2 separate regions of the Rattus norvegicus genome follow, and region 2 is linked to region 1. Evidence: chromatin contacts called from public Hi-C data. All regions are on one chromosome and are shown on one strand. Each heading gives the region's core, a stretch centred on a gene start, on an enhancer-like site or on the middle of the called end of the contact. The rest is flanking DNA. Distances are from core to core; before and after follow the strand shown. Region 1 holds the start of Chaf1b (chromatin assembly factor 1 subunit B). Region 2 holds the start of Cbr3 (carbonyl reductase 3).

Region 1 (3,021 bases), core at 506-3,005:
TCTACCACACCCAACCAGCCTGCAGGGGACAAATGGAGAACGAGCTATTTCCTGACATATCTTCTGAGTTTAATGCTGTGCTCTTCATCTTCCCACTCTGAACCATTCTCCCAAAGGTTAAGTGAGCTACAAGGCAGACGGGGAAACAGAGAGATACGACCAGCTCAGATCTCACTGTCTGATTTTCTTTCTGTGAAAAGAACATTACCGTTTAGCCAGAGCTGGCCTTAAATTCTCAGTCCTCCTGTCTCAGCCTCCAACATGCTGCTGTGATCACTGGACCATGTCACACAACCCCCTCCCACCCAGCTCAAATGTCACTATTATGCCTAAGTGTCCGGTTTAAGGATTATTAAGTACAATACTTACCGTCTCCTCCAGATGCTAAAATCTCCCCAGTTGGAGAAAAGCGTACAACATTGACAGCTTTGGTGTGCCGAGCAAGGTTGGAGAGGAATTCCACAATGGCTTTTCCATCTGGCCCCTTCTCCACCTTCCAGATCTGTGGGCAGCAAAGCAGACATTGCAGAAACACACTAGCTACCTCCTGTCTCCCTCCCAGGAGACAACTACTTATTTTCTGGTAGAAAATGCAATTTCCTTTTTGAAACTTTGTAAATCGAAGTATTAGCAAAAATTCAAACCATCGGCGCCAGTACCTGCTACCCCCTCCTTCCAGTTCTTTCTAGAGCAAATGGGCAAAGCACAGGAACTATTACTATCAATATTACTATTTTGAGACAAGGTCTCACCTAGCCCAGGTTAGCCTCAAACTCCACTACTATTGAGAATCTCAAACTTCGGACCCTCCATCTGTACCTTACGGGTACTGGGGGTACATGTCGGCTACCAGAGAGTTCTTCCTAGTTTAGTATTCTAAAATACTGTACATTGTAACAATGTAGCCAATGTTAATTAAGAAAGCTAATCTCCCCAGCATTCCTTGCTAACGTCAGGCCTGAGAATTTAGCACACTGGACTAGGTGGCACACCGACTTGAGTTGCTGCTTGAGTTTTAAACAAAGGAATGAAAACTTGCGCTCCACTCCCGGTATCCTCCCGCCTGTCCATTTACCCTAACGGCGGTGTCCACCCCCGCGGACGCCAGCCTTTGGATCCTACAGGCTGCCGCATGCTGGAAGTCAAGGCTGTACACTGGCTCCTTGTTGTGCCAGGCGATTTCACACGTGATCACTTTCATCCTCCAGAGTCTCCGCCAGGCAAAGGGAGGCTGGGAATGTTAGCAAAGAGTTCAACAGCGACCCTGGAACAGCAAGGGCGAGCCGGTAAACAGCGAGAAGCGCAGACATCTGCAATCTTCAGCTAAAACGCTCGCACAGGCAGAGACTTCCACCAGTGTACCGTTCCGGAAGAGAAAGAAACCAAAGACCCCAGATGGAGGCGAGGCCGGGCAGCATAGAGCATCGCGCCGAGGTGGGGGTCCCAGGGACCGGTACTGGGGTATGGGCGGTCATCCCAGCGAGCGGCAGCGGAGGGGGACTCGCAGGAAGGGGCGCGGGTTGAGGCGGCGCAGCCCGGCCTGGCGGGAGGCGCGGGAGTCTGGGTCCCGGTGAAAAGTGCTGCCTGGGACGAACTGGCTTCCACCTGCGCTCGCGCCGAGATCAGGACCGGCGGCCCCAACGAGCAGCTGCAGCCCGACCCAGGCCAGAGGCTCAGAAACCCGGTATCAACAAGGAACCTACCTGCTAGGACTCGGTCCACTCAGAGCCGCCACTGCCCGCAGCTTCCCGCGCGCCGCAGGCCACGCCTCCGATCACGCCTCCCAGAAGGCGTGGTTCCAGGAGGCCACGCCCCCTCGTGGGCGGGCTGTCACAAGACAGACTTTCTTGCTGGGGGATTCCAGGGTATCCCTCCCCTCTGTGGGCGGCACTCTCGCTGCACCGTGACTTCCGGTGGGCGGGGCTCTGGACTTCTTTCTTTCCCGTGGGCGGGGCTGTCCTGTAGCTCCTGCTAGGTGGGACCGGGAATCCTATCCCCGCGCCTCCGCAGAGCCCAGGCTGGTCCAGCGTTGACGTGCTAACCCGAGTTGTAGGATGTCCTACCTACCACGCGTCAGTGCCACGTGCTCAGCCGACAGATCTGCCCGCCCTGAATGTAGAAAGAAAAGCCGGGCTAGAGGCGCAGCCGGCTGATAGCGCGCAGGCAAACAGCGGCTGGTTCTGTCACCAGCCCCTGCTGGTGATCTCAGCACTCAGGAGGACCCTAAGCACAAAGTTATCCTCAGCTATATAGAGGCCTACTACTTAAGACTAAACAAAAACGAAATATATAACATTTCTTAAAGAACAGATGGGAAACTTTGGGACTCATCCAATTTTACCAATTAACAGTCACCCATGCAGTGAATATTTGAGAGCTGTCCCTTCCCACCAAATATCCCAAAATGGCCTCTGGAGTTTCAAAATGTCAATAAAATAGGAAGTGTCTTTTGCCCTCTCTTGGGGATGTGAAGGAAGCCTAGAATGGTTATATAGTAATCCCAACACTCTGGAGGTGGAAGCAGGAAGAGGGTCAGGAGTTCAAGGTCATCCTTAACTGCACAGCAAGTTTGAGATCAGCCTAGGCTACGTGACGAATGTGTAGGAAACCAAGTAACTCCTATTCCAATTATGTAATGGTTAATTCATCCTCCATGACCCTTCTCAATAATTCACGTGTTTTTAAAATCCTTGTCTCTTATAGTTTTGACTTCTTACAGGCCAGCATATGAAAGTTAAGTTTTTATAAAGAACTGATTGATCTCAAGAACTAGAGAGGACTCAGCAATGAGAGCACCTACTGCTTTGGTCAAGGGCCTGAGTTCAGTTTCCAGCACCAACATGGTGGCTCATGACTATTCCAGTTCCAGGTGCCCAACACCCTTTTCTGACCTCCAACACAGATATGGCATGCATACATACATACATACATACATACATACATACATACATACTTATAAGCAAAACTCAGACACATACAATTTTCTAAAAAATTAATTATAGGGGCCAGAGAGATGGGTTG
Region 2 (3,371 bases), core at 552-3,051, 190 kb after region 1:
TCTAAAGCTCTGTGAGCATAAGGAAAGAACTTTCTGGTCCGCATCCCAAGTTTCTCATCAGCCCCGCTCATGCCGCATCTCAAGAACACCCAGTTTTGATCTTCCCATCTCAAGCTTGAATTCAAGTAGGCGGTTCCTGGAGGTTGGGTAAAGATGCAGGCTCTGGTGCGGCAGGTGTAAGAACTCAGCGCGCGCGCGTGCGTGCGTGCGTGCGTGTGTGTGTGTGTGTGTGTGTGTGTATGTGTGTGGTGAGGGGCGCAGCTGCTGCTGAAGTTCGCATACACATGGCACACACTTAAGAAGCAGGGACTTCCGGGGCTGGGGATTTAGCTCAGTGGTAGAGCACTTACCTAGGAAGCGCAAGGCCCTGGGTTCGGTCCCCAGCTCCGAAAAAAAGAACCAAAAAAAAAAAAAAAAAAAAAAGCAGGGACTTCCAAGGCTGTAATTCACCAAATCTTCCATCCGAGGCTGAGAGTGGCTGGGGTGGTGAACTCACCCCTCCCCTTCCCGGAAGCCCACAGGCCGAGTTTGGAAATGCGAGAGTTTGGAAATGCGGGTGGAAGGGTGATTTGGGTCTCATGCAAGGCGCCTATGCCTGTCCAGGGCCAACCTGATAGATTTCTGCTCCACAGTAGTCTCCTCCCCTTGTCGGTCTCCTGGCTCTCTAAGCATTATAAGTGAAGCAGAACTGTTTGTTTCTGTTCCAGTACCTGACAACTGGGTAATTTTGCTAATTGAACGTTTGTTGGAGTAAGCGATCTTGATTTTTTTTCCCCCCTAAAGGGAGATGATTTCAAACCGCTTTAAGTTTAATAACAAACCTAGTTTCCCCTAGGAGGGGGGAAGCAGGGCTCGCTTCCTTTTTGCTAGAGCCTCCCAAAACACTCCATTAAAGCCTGTAGGAAACCCACTCACTATCCCGTGCCAGCGCGCGCTAATTGTGTCCGGGAGACCCGTTTCCTGTCCTCAACAGATGTCTCCTGGGATCTATGAATGCGCCCTTGTTTCACGCAAAGCTAAAGCTCCAACCGGTTTTTTTTTTTTTTTTTGGAAGACCCTTCTCTGAGAAAAGCTTTCGTGCGTGGGACAGAAAGCTGATGAGTTTGGCAAGGCGTGGTCCCCTCCCAGGAGGCTGGTTTTCTTGCAAACAGGCACAGCTGAAAGTTCCAAGGAGGGCCTCCGGCAGAGCACAGGCCGGCACAGGCCGCCGGCCGGGTGGGGCGTGGAGTGGGACGCCTGGGCGTGCCCTCACCCGAGTCACCCACCGCACGCGGGAACACGCCTCGCAGGGCGGGAGCCGGACGCACCCAGGCGGGATGGCGCAGCCTCCGGATCGCGGAGGCTCGCTGCCCTGCACCCTCGGAGAACCCCGGACACCTCCTCCTGGAGCCCCACACCTACTTCTAAAGGCGATGCCCGCATTGTTGACCAGCACGTTAAGTCCTCCGTACTCCTTGCGCAGAAAGTCGCGCAGCGCGCGGATGCTCTGCGGGTTGTCGATGTCCAGCTGGTGGAAGCGTGGGCTCAGGCCCTCCGCCTGCAGCTGCTTCACCGCTGCGCGGCCCCGCGCCTCGTCCCGCGCCGTGAGCACCACGTCCCCCGAGAATTTCCGACACAGGTCACGCGTGATCGCGAAGCCGATGCCTTTGTTAGCCCCAGTCACCAGGGCCACGCGGCTGCAGGACGACATGTCAGAGGGACACACGGACCACCGGACTGTCAGACCGGCTGGGCAGCGGGTCACGCCGTGGTCAGAACCCTGGCGTAGGACTTGATTCTGGAACTGGGCGCTGCGACTGCTAGAGAACAAGGCCTGAGAAGTCGGTCCCTCCCCTCCAAGGAGGAGCCCTCGTTCCTGAAGGGTCCGCCTCCTCCCGCCTGCCCGCCGGGGTAGAGATCCTGGTTCAGATTTAAGCCTTGGGCAGGGACAAGCGCTGCTCCCAAAGGAAGGGGTCAGTGGGACTCGTGGCTGTCGGATTGAAGCAACTATTTTGGGGAAACCTCAAAAGGAGGAAAATAAGTGATCCGTAATTTTCTTGGGCGAGAGCCCGTCGTTCTATGCAAATGCAAACGTTTGCTTCTACCGAACTAGCACTGAGATTACTTAACATTCACACTCGCTGCTTGCTGAGGGACTTGAGGGAACAGTGCCTGGGAGTAGACTGAACAGGTGTGGGCGAGCTCTGCGCGTCTGGAGGTCTCGGTGCGCCCCCACGTGGGAGAGAAGGCTCATGTAGTACAGGAGCCCTCCGTGCCCGTCTTTGGTCTTTGGTTTATTCTAAGTGTACATGGGCATGCAGATAGATCTGTATTGGTCTAGGTCTATGTGAATTGTCTTCCAAGGAGATTCTGAACCTACGAACACAATTCCAGACGCGTCTAAATGTGGGCATGCAGTCAGACCTCCTCCCTTCTTGAGTGGAATCCAGTCTGTGTTGATCCTACTTGGCTAGTGATTCTGAGGTTTAAGGCCAATTAAATCCTCACAGTGATTCAGCGTTTCCCAAGCAAATCCGGTCAAACTGCCTTCGCCTCTTGTTTGTTGACTCCACCTTCTGTTTCAATTAACCCCGCCTGAGGTCTGGAAGATGCTAGGCTCTGTGGGGGCCTGGCATGCCTGTGATGGTTAACTTGAGAGGATCTAACCACCTAGGAGATGGACCTCTCTGTCTGTCAGTCTGTGAGGGAGTTTCTCAGGCTGACAGGGTATGAGACCCACCCTAAGCTAAGCACGGTTCCGGAGCTGGGATGCTGGACTGAGTAAAAGGGAGAAAGTGAATGAGCCAAGGCTGCTGCTCAGCGGGTAAAGGTCACAAGGACTAGAATTCAAATCCCCAAGATCCACACAATGTCAGGCAGGGCAGCTGGTGTGTAATCCCAGAAGCAGGATTGCCCAGGCAAGTTGGTTAGCCAAGTTGTCAAGGTCTGAGTTCAAGTGAGAGATTCTGCCTCAAAGAATCAGGAAGAGATGAATGGAGGAAGACATTTGTCAATGTCTGGCCTCTGCACACACGGGTACATGCCTCCAGCCCTGCACCACACACACACACACACACACACATATACACACATACACACATATAAACACACACGCACACACATGCACACACACATCCACACACACACAAATACACATAAACACACACACATAAACACACATACACACACATACACACACATACACACATGCACACACATGCACACACATACACACACACAAACACACACACATAAACACACATACACACACATACACATGCGCACACACACATGCACACACAGTGTGACCATCTGTCTTATGCACATGTGACTAGGACACCACAATGACAGACTCTGGAGCTGTGAGCCAGAATAAACCTGCTCTTGAATTG

What was found. Hi-C and Micro-C count contacts between places; a contact is called where the count stands out from the background.
Region 2: a Hi-C map of hepatocytes shows a contact between it and region 1, with 1.8 times the contacts expected there. The contact joins the promoter of Cbr3 here to the promoter of Chaf1b in region 1.

Annotation. Positions count from the first base shown.
Region 1 is chr11:46,669,384-46,672,404 of GRCr8, reverse strand. Chaf1b (chromatin assembly factor 1 subunit B) reads right to left here and starts at 1,755. Exons shown (of 14, transcript NM_001024741.1): 1 at 1,704-1,755; 2 at 1,076-1,264; 3 at 370-502. The coding sequence starts at 1,201.
Region 2 is chr11:46,476,725-46,480,095 of GRCr8, reverse strand. Cbr3 (carbonyl reductase 3) reads right to left here and starts at 1,801. Exons shown (of 3, transcript NM_001107110.1): 1 at 1,402-1,801. The coding sequence starts at 1,690.